2 separate regions of the Mus musculus genome follow, and region 1 is linked to region 2. The links are chromatin contacts, called in public HiChIP or PLAC-seq maps. All regions are on one chromosome and are shown on one strand. The core of a region is the stretch at or near the end of the contact, and the rest is flanking DNA. Distances in the headings are between cores, read along the strand shown. Region 1 holds the start of Gm36857 (a long non-coding RNA gene). Region 2 holds the start of Pdk1 (pyruvate dehydrogenase kinase, isoenzyme 1).

Region 1 (7,743 bases), core at 588-3,087, 290 kb before region 2:
TTCTCAACTCTGTCCCCATTCTCCATCCACTGTGTCTCAACTCTGTTCACCTCTGCCTGGCTGGGTCATGTCCTTGTCTACACTGCTCAAAGGCCTGGAGAAAGAGACACATTTTCCTTTCAGGACTTAGATGCCAAATTTTAGAGAAGTTTCTGGTTGGTACAACTTAGAATATTGTTTGTCCCTCAACTAATACTCGTGGCTGGGATGCCTTTGAATGTGTTGTTGGGTGGAGAGTGGCTTCTGTCTCTAACCAGGTTCTTGTCCTTCTTCAAGGGTGGAGTGGACAGACAGTAAAGGGTACTAAGAGGAGATACTTTACTGAAAATGAGTAAGGCATCTTAAGTCAGATTGCCACGGGGGCTTTAAATAAACCAAATTTGAATTCTCCGTAGCAGCAGGATCTCCATTACGATGCTAAAATGTTACAGCTGGACTGCCCTCCACCCCAAAGGCCTCCTTATGCCAATCAGGAGCCATTCCTTTTAGAGCCCCTGTGCAGCTCTGAGAAGCTTATAGCACTTGCAGGGCCTTAGAGCAGCCAGCGGTCTCCCCTGTCTTCCCTCCCCTTGTGAGTCTAGGAGTTTTCTCTGAAAGCCTCCAAGCCAGAGCTGGGATACAGCTCTAAAGTCTTGTGTGGGGTAGTCTGAATGAAGTCTGTGTGAACTCCAGGTCCCTAGTTGGTGGCGCTTTTTGAGAAGGTTTAGGTGGCACGGAAGCAGTTTTTGAGAGTTTAAAATCCTCTGTCGTTTCTAGTTAGCTTTCCCCGCTTCCTGCTTGGGTTTGAAGATGTGAGCTTTTCCTTCCTGTTCAGACTATTACGCCTCCATTTCACTCATGCCTCCACATTTGTGGACTCCGATCCCTCTGGAACCGAAAGCCCAAATAAACGTTTTTTTCCTCTAGAAGTTGCTTTGGTGATGATGTTTTATCCCAGCAGCACCGAAGTAACTAATACAAGGTGTCTTCCTTCTCCTTGGAGCTTTGTGGGGAAAGTGAGCAGCGAGGTGCTGAGATTGACCAGCTGGGCCCTGATTGGTTGAATCTCTCATATCCATCCAATTAGGGGAGAGCTGTTGAAAGTTAGCATCAAACCGGTGGTGGTGGCGCACGCCTTTAATCCCAGCACTCGGGAGGCAGAGGCAGGTGGATTTCTGAGTTCGAGGCCAGCCTGGTCTACAGAGTGGGTTCCAGGACAGCCAGGGCTACACAGAGAAACCCTGTCTCGAAAAACAAAACAAAACAAACAAACAAACAAAACAAAAAATAAAGAAAGAAAGTCAGCATCATTTCTGGTTGTTGATTGTTTTTTGGTGGCTTTTTTTTTTTGTCATCGCGTCTCCCCCCACTCCCCCCCATATCCCCTGTGGCTGTCAGAAGCTTGACAATAGGGGTTTTGTTTTTCTCTGTATCTCCCTTTCCTCTAGGCTTGAGTTTCCTGTCTATCAGAGAGTCTTGTCCTCCCTGAGTTTGATGCCTGAAGCTCTTTCCATCTGCAGAGGGTCAGGCAGGGTAGGGCCTGCTCTTTGGCAGCCTGGAGGTGGATACTTTGATAGAAACCATCCCATACCGAGGAGGGTTGCTGTTTCCAGACAATGAGCGGAGGGATTGTTAGGTTTCTGAGTGTTAAGAGTGGTTAGCTGTACTTGTTCAGCATTTAGCCTTGTGTATGTCTCCTTCCATGCATCTAATTTGTACACATACATACCGTTAGTTTTGTTTTATCTTTGTTCTTGAGACATGTGTTTCAGATTGACTTACTTAGATGTAGCTGAGGCTGAGCCCGAGTGCCCGACCCTCTCACGCCCATCTCTTCCGTGCTGGGACTTTGAGCACGAGTCACCATGTCTGACCTTTATTACTATTTGTTCACTGTGAAGTCCACGGAACAGAAAATGAGCATGATAGAGCGAGGCAGAGAGGCAGCTGTTCAGAGGACCCCAGTTTACTGTTTACAGTTTAGCTGTAACATTTTAGCATCGTAATGGCGTCCTTCTGCTACGGAGAATTCAAATTTGGTTTATTTAAAGCTCCCGCGGCAATCTGACTTAAGATGCCTTACTCATTTTCAGTAAAGTATCTCCTCTTAGTACCCTTTACTGTCTGTCCACTCCACCCTTGAAGAAGGACAAGAACCTGGTTAGAGACAGAAGCCACTCTCCACCCAACAACACATTCAAAGGCATCCCAGCCATGCCAGGAAGCTCAGAACTCTAGAATTCCACCTTTGGCCTCTATGGGCACCTGAACACACCTACATAAATACATGAACATAATTTAAAATAATAAAAAACCTTATTTTTTATTACTTTTTAAAATAGTCCAGCCATGGTACTCTTCCCTGTTCCCCCCACCCTCAGTGCCCCACCCCATTCCTCCTCCCTCCAGTCTCCAAGAGAATATCCCCCTCTCCCCAACTGTCCCCTGCCAGGCTTTTCCACACCCTGGGGCCTCAAGTCTCTTGAGGGTTAGGAGCGTCTTCTCCCACTGAGGCCAGACCAGGCAGCTCTCTGCTGTATATGTGTCAGGACCTCCGACCAGCTGGTGTTTGCTGCTTGATTGGTGGCTCAGTATCTGAGAGATCCCAGGGGGCCAGGTCAGTTGAGACTGCTGGTCTTCCTATGGGGTCACCCTTCTCACCTTCCAGCTTTTCCCTAATTCAACCACAGGGGTTCCTTGTCTTCTGTCCATTGGTTGGGTGTAAGTATCTGCATCTGTCTCAGCTGCCTTTTGGACTTCTGAGAGGGCAGCCATGCTAGGCTTCTTGTCTGTAAGCACACCATAGCATCAGTAATAGTATCAGGCCTTGGGGGCCTTCCCTTGAAATGGATCCCAAGTTGGGCCATTTACTCGAGTGCCTTTCCCTCAGTCTCTTCTCTGTTGTTGTCCCTGCAGTTCTTTTAGACTGGAACAATTCTGGGCCAGAATAACAATCTTATTTTTAAGTAACACTGTAGTAGGACCGACTGGAGTTCCTTACTAATAAAGAAAGGCGTTAGCCTAGAGAGAGCTAAGCTTGGGGGTGGTTTTCATTTCATTTGCTTAGCACAGAGATGCTATAGTTATCATGATTTTTTCTTAGCCTTGACCATCACATAAACTGGAAGAATTTTAAATGCCTTTGAAGTTGTAAAAGTAGCACAGAAGGAAATCAGGCACAAATAAAACTCCTATCCCTAGACATGACAGCGTCTTTTAGCTCATTCCAGAGACTTCCATGTACTTGCAATTAGGCATGTATATTTTCATTAAACATGTAAGATCGGACTGTATGCTCTGTAGCTTGCCTTTTTTGCACTGGTACCATATTGCAGAGGGTTTCCCTGGACATTGTAGATAGAGGGCCTTCGTTCTGCACAATGATCTACTATATGGCTGTGGACAAATCTATTCCGGAGGATTTCATAGCATTTTACAAGGCACCATTCCCATTGTCCTTTCTACGGCCAGAGACCAGTGGCTCCGAGGTGTGTCAGCCGTTGGCCACCGATGGAAGATGCAGCAGAGCTACTGTGTCATTAGGGATTTCCTAGAGGGAGAAACATTCCCTCAAGGCTGAGTCAGAGCCGGAATCTGGTCCCACTACTTCCCGCATGGTCCTTGCTGTGGTTAACCATAGAGGTGGCTCATTGTTGAGGGTTTGGCAAATGTCTGAGAAAATTACAAGGCTGTGATGGCCTCCCTTCTAGCCGTAGCTACACAGGAATCCACACTAATCTCACAGGATGACTGGCAACTTCTGTCTCCAGCCATCCAAGAAAGCTCGCTGCTGTCTTTCGTTGGATTGTGGCAGCTGTGGGTGTCTGGTCTGCCATCAGAGGATCGGTATTTCGTTTATACTTAGTTTGAAAATGTTCATATTAGATTCAATTGTACCAAATATCTGTCTCTTTCTTACTACGTAGTCTCAGGGCTGTCCAAACAGGCAGGATAACCTCACTAGGGTAGGCCGAGATGCCGTCAAAGCAAAGGAGCCTGACTCGGTTCTTTTCTCTACTCCTGCTTCTGCGTGGCCAGTTTATGTACCACCCTCTTCATCTCCTAAGCCACAGGGAGGACTTTATTTAAACTTGACCCCACTGCTAGAGACTCCAGCCTAGCTAAGTGTGTAATAGAGAAACCCAGGAACTGCAATCTCATCTGGAAGGAGTCTCCTCTCTCTTGCTTTGACCTATATTTCTCTTTTTCTGCCTTCATTGTCCTTCTTTCATGGCTTTGCCTGCAGAAAATCTGTCTTTCTACACACCCCCCTCTCCCGCCACCATGGTGAGTTCAATCTCTGGGCATCAAACAGAAAGATGCCTCCATGTCTGCCGAGTGTCCCAGCTGCCCGGTATATCTTACTGTGGCCGTGCTTGGAGGTGCTGGTAGGCAAGGATTGCCTCTTTTTCACCACATACCACGCTTCTCCTAAGCTGTCCATTCTTCAGCACTAGGACGATACTTGGCTCGAAGCACAGAGATGCTCTGTGATTGTGAGATGATGAATCTGTATAGTTCAGTGTCTTCCTGTGGATTTAGCTTCACAGTCTGAAGTTGCTAGCATCATTTTTAGAACTATCAAATTTATTCCATTCACTGATGCTTGGATTTTGATGATGCATTAATTTATTTATTTACTTAAAAAACAACAACAACAACAACAACAAAACCCAAAACCAAACCAAACCAACCAACCAACCAACCAAACAAACAAACAAAAAAAAACCCAGGGTTTTTCTGTGTAGCCCTGACTGTCCTGGAACTCACTCTGTAGACCAGGTTGGCCTCAAACACACAGAAATCTGCCTTCTCTGCCTCCTGAGTGCCGGGATTAATGGCCTGTGCCACTACCGCCCTGCAAGGTTGTATGTGCCAATTATCCTTGTTTGTTTGTTTGTTTGTTTGTTTGTTTGTTTTGCTTTGCTTTGCTTCCAGAGCTGAGGACCAAACCCAGGGCTTCATGCTCACTAGGCAAGCACTCTATCACTGAGCTAAACCTCCAACTCTGGTGATGCTTTTAAATGTAAGAAAAGTTATTTATTTATTTATTTTACTTATTTTGGATGGAGTCTCATATAGCCCAAGCTATCCTTGAATTCACTATGCAGTAGAGAATGACCTTGAAATTCCAATTCTCCTGCCTCCACTGCCCTGGTACCAGAATTATAGGCATAGCAACACACTCAGTGATGCTTTAACATCTTAGAACTGTTCACATTTTAAAATGAAAGCTTCCCCTGTCTTCCAAACGCCTTAAAAGCAACAGATGATAGCTTTAGCTGTATAGGAATGGATCCAATGTACATCTAAGATGTTTAGTAAATTCTAAAGTCAGAGGGAAGAGAAAAATAAAAGCAGTAAACAGACCCAGGAAATAGCATCTTGCCATGTCAGGGTATGGTCCTCGTTTTACCAGGATATAATTTAGACTCTAGAAACCCTCCTGAGCCGCTCTCTTCAACAAAGGAACAACTTGCAATTTACCAGGAGAGTGGCACGCACTCACCTCCCTGGGTGGTTGCGGTGCCAAGCCTGGGAGGGCTGATAGGAGGAGCGCATGCGCGCTGAGGAAAGGCTGTTTGCTCTAGTTCACACAGCTCATGCGGCCCGCGTTAGACAGGCGCCTCTTCTTTGGGGGTCTCTGGCTGTGGCATCCTTCCCCTGCTGACTGAACAATTTCTCCAAAGCTGTCCTTTTATGGTCTTCCTGAGACGCTGTAGCCCCCTTATGTGGCTTTCACGACTTCAACATTCAACTTTGACTCTGTCTTCTAGAGGCTTCTGGGGAAACTCCATTTCTCAGGTTGGAAGAAACTGGACTTCTATATTCAGGGTCTTCTACCTTACTTTCTGTGACTTCTATCTGGTGACTAATTTTAGGTCGCACTAGCTCTCCTCTCAAGGGATTGCGTGATTGATTTTCTCATCGTTTTCTTTAGGTAGCCCCATATGAGGTCCAGGGCTTTCTCGAGAACGTCATTTAATCTCTTCAAGTCTTATACTCAATTACAATTTTACCCATTAAGTAAAACCTGTACTCATTAGGGAAAAATCAGAATTCAAAGAAAACAGAAGCCATAATTTTAAAAAGCATCAAAACATTTAGGGTTATTTCCCTTTGAAAATGATTTATTTCTATACCCTTTTAATTTTAATATTAGCTTCTGCCTTGATTTTTGTTTTACCAACTCAGCTTGATATCAAGAGCATGCTACACATTAGTAAGGGTTCTTATAAGCTCTTTGAATGCTATCTACTATTCAATCTATGAGAACTTGCCTGCTTACTTCTGACTGTCCACCTTGGGTAGGTGGTTTTTGTGCTGGTCACTTAAATCTTGTGTGTTCCCTTTCTGTTTTCTTGGTACAGAGTCTAAAAATTAGAATTATTAGTTGAAGATGTAGCCAGCCAGCCTCCCACTCTCCCTCCCACCCCCACAGTCTGAGGCACTTAGGTAGGCTAGGCCCATTGCTCCACACCAAGCTTCTGCTATGGTTAAAACAAACAGTCTTAATTTTACATTGTGGTCAAATATAAGTAACATGAAGTTCGCTGGTTTAGCCAGTTTGAAATGTGTTTTTCAGTGGCGTGAAGGGCATTCAGATGGGCATGGTGACACACATCCTAGTCCTACGGCTTACGATGCTGAGAAGGGAAGGTCACAAGTTTGAAACCAGCCTGGGCTACAAAGTGAGTTCCTGGAAAGCCAGAGCTACGTAGTGAGGCCCTGTCTCAAAAACAAAACAAAACAAAAAATGAAACACAAAGTATTTAATCAGCTGAAGGCCAGTTTGTCCACTACCATATTGTCTACAGTTTCTTAAAAATTTCCCACATGTTTTCTTCTCAAAATGTATGCTCTCTGTTGACCCATCTTCAGCTTCACTGATCTGTGCTTCAGAGCTCTACAGCTAGACTTCCAGGCACTTGTGAGCAGGAGAAGTTGGTGTTGGGAACAGATCTCCAGTCCTTTGCAAGAGCAGTACACACTCCTAACCACTAGGCCATCTCTCCAACTCTTGTCAACTCCTGGGCCTGCCCTAATCTGAATTGTAAGCTCCACTCATGTATTCTTCATAACATTACCTACTGCGTCATCATCTCCAGACTTCTGTGTGGCTTCCTCTGTCTTTGTTGATAGTCACTATTCTGGCAAGACAGCTTTTGAATACATTCTCTTTAGGTTTTTAACACAAAGTTTTGTTTTGTTTTTCCACTTCTTTAAAATATTCAATTTTAAAGCTAGCTATGGTGGTGCACGCCTACAATTGTAGAACTTTGTAGGTGGGGTCTGAAGTTCAAGGTTGTCCCTGCCCACACAGTGACTTGGAGAGTTCAAAGCTAGCCTGGGCTACATGAGATCCAGCCTCCCCACCCTCCAAAGCAAAGCAGAGCAGAGCAGAGCAGAGCAGAGCAGAGCAGAGCAGAGCAGAGCAGAGCAGAGCAGAGCAAAGCAAAGCAAAGCAAAGCAAAGCAAGAGTTTTCTTCTTTCTTTTAGGAGTTCTTCCAGATTCTCTCTCATAAATGCATGCCCTTGTCATGCACTAGGCCCTCTTCCCTGCTCCTCACTCTGAGAGAACTTCTCTCCCTTCCCGTCAGCTTCGAGTTTTTCTTTGGTTGTGTCTATTCTGCAGGCAAATCTGTTGAATGAGTCTCTGATGACTTTGGTTTTGAGGGTCACTCTTGTGAGGTGTTGTTGCTGTTGTTGCTTTGCTTTTGCGAGACAGGGTTTCTCTGTGTAGCCCTGGCTGTCCTAGATTCA
Region 2 (7,090 bases), core at 1,642-4,141:
TGTTGAATTGTGTCTGTTACTCTGTGGTTTCCATCTGCTCTCCGGGTCATCCAGAACAAACTTAATCCTTTCAAACAACAAGCTCTCCTGCATTTGACAGGATGGTGTTGTAAGATACCTGAAATTCCTGCCCCAAATATGCTTCCTTTGGCAGATGGATTTGAGCTACAGGCCACTGGAGAAAAGCAGTAGACAGTGGAACAGCTATAAAAATAGGTTGTTTTGTTAAGGATATTTCAATTTATAATGACTTATCATTTCTCTAAACAATCATTTCACTATACTATATTGGAGATATTATATGCTGGGATTCAAGGCCACTTTTTTTAAAAATTATCATTCCCCAGCTATACAGCACAAATATATGAAATAGGCATCTTTTTCTTGTTTTTGTTTCTTTACAGGGTCTGATGCAACAAAGGACTTAATGTTAGAATAGCCTTAAAGACCCATTAAGAAAAAAACAAGCCGGGCGGTGGTGGCACACACCTTTAATCCTAGCACTTGGCAGGCAGAGGCAGGCGGATTTCTGAGTTTGAGGCCAGCCTGGTCTACAGAGTAAGTTCCAGGACAGCCAGGGCTACACTGAGAAACCCTGTCTCTAAAACAAACAAACAAACAAACAAACAAACAATAAACCAAAAAAGAAAAAACAAAAAAACCAAACCAAAACCAAAAAACCCTCTAGGGGCAGGAGAGATGGCTCAGTGGTTAAGAGCACTGACTGCTCTTCTAAAGGTCCTGAGTTCAATTCCCAGCAACCACATGGTGGCTCACAACCATATGTAATGGGATCTGATGCCCTCTTCTGGTGTGTCTGGAAACAGCTACAGCAGTGTACTCATATAAATAAAATAACTCTTAAACGAAAGAAAAACAAACCTCCATCTGGTGAAGGGGCTAGATTCTCTGGCCTGGGTGGAGAGCTAACATTGCAGTTGGGCAGTGTCAATCACCTGGCCTGGGACTGCTAGGAAAGCAAACTCGCCTTCAGCTATCCTAAATAGGTAGAAGAAATATTTTGTCCTTTAATGAGATATTGTACTTTTCCTTCCCAGAATTCCTCCTTCCCCAACACTGTTCCTATAAACCACCATGAGGTACTGGGTTGGAGTCAGAAAGGCACAATTTTCCCTTTTTTCCTCCCTCCCTTTACCCCCTCCCTCTTTGATGCTGCTTTTTCTGATACTTTGGGCTTCCTTACCCTTTTCTCTAAGGCCCCCCTTCCCACCCTGTGGCAGACCTCCATCTGACCTCCATGCCAGTAACTGGAGCAGCATAGGTCTTTTCGTTGGTTTGTGCTTTTTTGTTTGTTTGTTTGTTTGTTTTCTTTCTTTACCCCATTCTCCTCCTCCAGGCAGCTGCTGAGATGCACAGCTTGTTTACCTTGGAGGTTTTTTTTTTCTTCTTTTAAACTTTAATAAAATTATCCTTGAGCTTCCACTTTAGTCTATTCTTAAACTCTTTTCTAAATGAGACTAAGAACCCCAAGAGGAGACCACAATTTCTACTGGATACTTGAGGAAAAACAATTTTTCTTTCTCTAGAATCAAAACCACTTGCTTTTGTTTCCATGCGGACAATATCCCCGCTTTGTGCTACACACAGTTTGTTGGATACAGAATAACAGCTTTCTTTAAAGGGACTCTGATCTAATTTCTGTTTTTCTGTGTATGTTGGGGGAGGGTGGGCAGGTATTTGTTTCTTTGTTTTCAGATAGGAGTCAGAATAACAGGCTGGCATGATTTCGGATGACCTTAGAATTCTCACCTCCCACATTGCTGCTTCCACTTGCAGATCGCTGAAATTATAAACCTGGGCCAACACAATGTGGGGGGGTGGGGTGGGGGGGGTTGCTTTTGTTTTTTCTTTCCTTGTGCTGGGGATGAAACGCAGGGCTTTGGATATGAGCTACATCCCAGACTTCATGATTTGTGTTTTTTCAAAACCCAATAGCGAGCGGGGCAGTGGTGGCGCATGCCTTTAATTCCAGCACTTGGGAGGCAGAGGCAGGTGGATTTCTGGGTTCGAGGCCAGCATGGTCTACAGAGCGAGTTCCAGGACAGTCACGGCTATACAGAGAAACCCTGTCTCATAAAACATAAACAAAACCAAAACAAAACCCAAAAGCGACCAGCATGGAGCTATGAAGTGTTATTCGGTGTGTATTCTACATAATTGATAAACTTCACACGTGGCAGGATAGTTTTCTTGCACCTAAGACACAGCAAATGTTAGGGTAGTTGGATGGGGACTTTACAGTGTTCAGAAGACAGACGTGATTTTCGTGGGGTTAGATATTAAATATGTTCTAATTCTACATTCACTATCTCTATACATTGAAAAGATGGAGCAGGCACATTGTAACTCTAAGATGAGTTAACAGAAAAAGAGCGAGTAGTCTTTAAGTACTGTGGCAATATTGCTTGCATAAAGTGTTTCAACGCGCTCTTCCCGGGACTTTCGTTGCTGTGGAATTCTTTAGAGCCACACCCCCAAGTTCAACTCTTGTACCACTGTTCGGCTGCACCTGCAAATCAAGGGCTTGCATGATCCAAGGGCAATGAGAACAGGCTCATTGCCAACGATCTCGCACAGCCTAGAGCTTTTCCGCTGAGACTGGGAGGGCGGAGGAAGTACGAAAGGGTGCAAAGGGGTGCAACACAGCGCAAGCTGGATCGTTTAAGCCGGGCTCCCACGGCGGCCACTCGCTCCGGGTGGTTTCAGCTGCACCACACCCCACAAAGCTCAGCAGCGCTCCCTTTTTTTTTTTCTTTCCCCGCCTCCGTCCTCCCAGGGCCCCGCCTACATGGGCGTGTCTTTAACCAGGGGCGGTGGCTAGCGCAGCCTTTCGCCCTCCTCCGTGCTGTCCGTGCTCCGCCTACGGGGGCGTGGTTCCAGCGAGGGGGCGGTGGCCGCAGCGCTGACAGCAGCTCCCCGCCCCCGCGGCCAGCCACGTCCCGCACGTAGCGCCCGGGCAGCGGCATACAGCCGCAGGTTGGCGCCCGGAGCTCCGGCTCCTCCGGCGGGGCTCGGTATGAGGCTGGCAAGGCTGCTGCGGGGCGGCACGAGCGTCAGGCCGCTCTGCGCCGTCCCCTGCGCCAGCCGTAGCCTGGCCTCGGCCTCGGCCTCGGGTTCCGGGCCGGCGTCGGAGCTTGGCGTTCCGGGCCAGGTGGACTTCTATGCGCGCTTCTCGCCGTCGCCACTCTCCATGAAGCAGTTCCTGGACTTCGGTGAGGGCGGCCGCTGGGCCGTCGGGCCTCTGTGCACGGGCCCCGTCCTCCCAGGCGCACCCCTCCTCCTCCCTCGTGTCGCCCCCCCTGCGTCTTAGGTGCTTCCTTCCTCCTCGGAGGGAGCGGGCGCTGGAAGGCCGGGCACGTAACAGGGACGTGCGACTATAGTGTGTTTAAAAAAAAAAAAAAAACTACAAACCCAAAAAAACAAAGCAGGGGGCCCGCGGCTGCAGCCTTCCGCGCACGTGCGTAGGTGCGCGCTTGGGGACCTGGTGTCTTTGGGGATGCCTTGCTCAGGTTCAAGGCCAGGGCTCAAACTGCTTCGAGGGTGGTGTTCTGCAGAGGCGAGATCGGTGCCAGCACAGTGGCGATCGTTTGGAGTGGCGTGATGGCTGGAAAACAAGTTACTACTGGCCCAGTGCTTTCCTCGCCAGTGTTTTCACCGAGAGCAAATTCGTTTCAACAGCAGCCAGTCTCAAGCACGTGTAAAGTGCATGGTCTTGTCTGTGTGTAACAGATTGCAGAACTGCAGAATTAGGCCTTTGACTTTTGGCTTCTCATCAGGAGTAATGAGGCGGAAAGGGAAATGCTTAGAATAAACTCTTAACATTGAAATCCGAAAGTTCTGGAGTAGAAAAAGTTATCTTCTGTGTCGTGCTGCCAGGTTATAACATGGTTAGCACGCACGAGAGATTAGTGGTGGGGGTAGGTACTTTATCTTAAAATTGTGGTTTGAAGTGACAGGTGCTTTTCCTTGTGTTTCTTTAGTAAGGGACTATGAAAGGCCCCCGTTTTGTGTGTGTGTTTTGCTTTTATTTGTGAATGCCTGTACTGTGGTGTAGCAATGTTCACCTTGTTCATGAATACGCTATTAAACTTTGGCAAGATGCTTTCCTTAATAATACTGCTACTGTTGACAAGATAGTTTTCTGCTAAGGTTCCATCTGCGAGGTCCACTTAGTTTCAAATGGATTGCTGAAATGTGACTTTTTTAGTTCAAGTGAAGGTGCTTGCCAGGGGAGGGACACTTATCAACTCTTCTGCCAAACATCTGGATTCAAGAGTGGAGGAAGGGGGAGGTGATGGTCTCAGGAATCAGACAACTGAGCTGGTTCCACTTGATGGTTGGTGATACTGTGTTGATGGTCTTTGCCTTCTGTTGCCTGAAAACCTCTGTACTGACTGTGTTCTGGTGGTATTTGTTCTGGTGGTTAGTATTTGTGTCTAGTCAATGACTTGGGTCAGAATTTACTCAAAAGTCGAGAGTCAGGATTTCTTTCTTTTCCTTTTTTTTTTTTTTTTTCTTCTTTTTTTGGTTTTTCGAGACAAGGTTTCTCTGTAGCTTTGGTGTCCTGGAACTCACTCTGTGGATCAGGCTGGCTTTGAAATCAGAGAGTTCCTCGTTCTTCTGTCTCCCAAGTTCTGGGATTAAAGATTCCAGCCATTACTTCCCAGCAGGAGTCAGAATTTCTAAAGGCAGCAGCAGTGGGGTATATAGAATTGGCCTTTCCCAGTTCTCTTCACAGGCCCTGAGCCTTACTGCAGACAGCTTACCTGAATCCTAGTCATCCTGAAGTATAACAAGTACCTACATGGTTGTACTGAGCATACATGGTTGTACTGAGCAGTTGGAATTTCAGGAATTGGAAGTCAGTTTGGAATCAGGATTACTTTATAGACCGGTTAGTTCAACTGTGCCTGGATATATCTTTGTTTCCTAGTTCCTTCCTCTCACTATGGTAAATGTACCGTTGTGGCCTTGCCAAGTGACTGACTCTCCTTTTCTCGCTCCGGCTACCGGTGCCTGTCACTCACTGCCTGTCACTGTGCTTGGTTTCAGGGTCAGTGAATGCTTGTGAAAAGACCTCGTTTATGTTTCTGCGACAAGAGTTGCCTGTTAGATTGGCAAATATAATGAAAGAAATCAGCCTCCTCCCCGACAATCTTCTCAGGACCCCATCCGTACAGCTGGTGCAAAGTTGGTAAGAGCCCATCTTTTTTGTTTTGCTCTGGTTCTGTTTGTTTGTTTTGAGATGGGGTTTCTCAGTATAGGCCTGGCTGTCCTGGAACTCACTCTGAAGACCAGGCTAGCCCCAAACACAAAGATCTCCCTGCCTCTGCCTTTGAGTGCTGGGAGTAAAGGCGTGTGCCACCACTGCCCAGCAAGTGTCCCATCTTGTGTTTACAATTACAGTGGACTTGTGAATTTTATCCAAGGTTAAAGAAAATACTTTTACATATTTTATTTGTTTGTTTGTTTGTTTTTGAGAGTGTTAAATTCTAATGAGAAAAGTAGTTACTATTTGTTAATGGCTATATATTTAGATACACATTTCGTTTTATTTTTTTCAACCATGCCTGGTAGGTGCTACTGACTCCTTTCACTGGTGAGGAAGCTAAGACCTGATACAGTCTTTGTCCAGGTGTGAGCACAGACACTGGAGCCCTGGGTTTCAATCCTGAGTGTGTCTCTCTTTGTTGTACCATGGTGTCTCAGAATGGTAGTGTGTATCCAGGGCTGTGTGTACTTTATTATAAAGTGAATTTATGTTGGTGAAGTATATCTTTTTCTATATTACAAAGGCTAGGGGATGGAGACGTAGTGTGGTAGAATGGCTGTCGGCATGCATTGGGTCCTGGTTTCAACCCCTAGCACTGCATAAACCGGAGGAAGTGGTACACACCTGTCATCCCAGCACCCTTCGGAAGTGGAGGCAGACGAATCAGGAGTTAAAGGTCTCACTTGGTTGCATAGACCAACTTACTCTATTCTAGGCCAGATTGAACTATTTGAGATCGTGTTGCAGACAATAAAAAGTTACAACTTTTCTTCTGCTTTTTAGTAACATCTGTATTAATGAGTTCAGTATGATGATGATGTAGTATGCACACAATCTTGCATTGATCAGTTTTTAGTAACACCTGTATTGAGTTCAGTGTGATGATGTGGTATGAACATACGTTCTGCACTGGTCAGTTTTTCCCTTTTAAAAATAAAAGTTATTGTAATTATGTGGAAACTGCAATTTTGCTAAAATAATAAGGTTTTAAATTAAAAAAAAATTTTTTTAAGTGTATGGATGTTTTACCTGGCTGTGTATCTGTGCACCAAAGGTGCCTGGGGCCTGTGGAGGCTAAACAGAGGTACCAGGTTCCCCTGGACCTTGGGTTACAGACATAGGGGTGCCAAAAACCAAACCCAGGTCCTTTGGAAAGAGAATGGAATTCTCTTAGCCACTGAGCCATCTCTTCAACCTTATAATAAAAATTTTAAGGATATACATATTTTTTATGTGGCTACCTGTCCGCATCCTTTATTTCTAATATTTGTTTATTTTGAGACCATCTTCCTGCCTTCACCACCCTAGTGCTGGGATTATAGGCACGTGCCAACCACAGGCTGCTTGTTAATTTTAGAGTGTTACTAATTTTGTTTTAAATTACATTTTACAGTTTTTCTCTTTCTCTGTCTCTCTCTCTGTGTGTGTGTGTGTGTGTGTGTATGAGAGAGAGAGAGAGAGAGAGAGAGAACCCATGTGCTTGGATTCTTGTGGAGGTCAGAGAATTTGCAAGAGTCTGTTCTCTCATTCCACTATATGGTCTCAGGGCTCAGACTTTGTCAGTAGGTCGGAGGACTGGCGCCTTTACCCACTGAGCCATCTTCCTGGTCCTCGGTCCTTGTCAGTTTGAGACACTTGTTTTGTGCAGGCCTGGAGCTCAGCATACAGACCAGGTTGACATGGAACTGGCAGCGATTCTTTTGCCTCTACCTCTCTGGTATTACAGGGATGTGCTTCCGTGTCCAGTTACTGTGTCCAGGTAAAAGCTGCTTTCTTCTGTTTTTTGAAACGGGCTTA

What was found. HiChIP or PLAC-seq counts read pairs in DNA pulled down with a chosen protein or histone mark.
Region 1: a contact with region 2 is called in an HNF4G HiChIP or PLAC-seq map of pancreatic cancer cells. The contact joins the enhancer-like site here to the promoter of Pdk1 in region 2. A contact is called at or near these places in 6 of 39 promoter capture datasets (cranial neural crest, hippocampal neurons, neural stem cells and 3 more), 2 of 15 datasets of contacts at CTCF or cohesin (the NIH/3T3 cell line and pro-B cells), 25 of 115 datasets of contacts at active chromatin or transcription factors (the 230-238 cell line, the SCID.adh cell line, Th17 cells and 10 more) and 3 of 9 other capture datasets (adipose tissue, liver and macrophages).

What each region holds. Positions count from the first base shown.
Region 1 is chr2:71,585,649-71,593,391 of GRCm38.p6, forward strand. Gm36857 (a long non-coding RNA gene) reads left to right here and starts at 5,681. Exons shown (of 3, transcript XR_374627.3): 1 at 5,681-5,784. Within about 2 kb of position 1,838, at least 1 of the 459 cell types and tissues checked has an H3K27ac peak or open chromatin away from gene starts, as enhancers often do. A contact at or near this core is called in pancreatic cancer cells, where this site is marked.
Region 2 is chr2:71,870,333-71,877,422 of GRCm38.p6, forward strand. It overlaps Pdk1 (pyruvate dehydrogenase kinase, isoenzyme 1), which reads left to right and starts at 2,892. Exons shown (of 11, transcript NM_172665.5): 1 at 2,892-3,233; 2 at 5,074-5,215. The coding sequence starts at 3,038.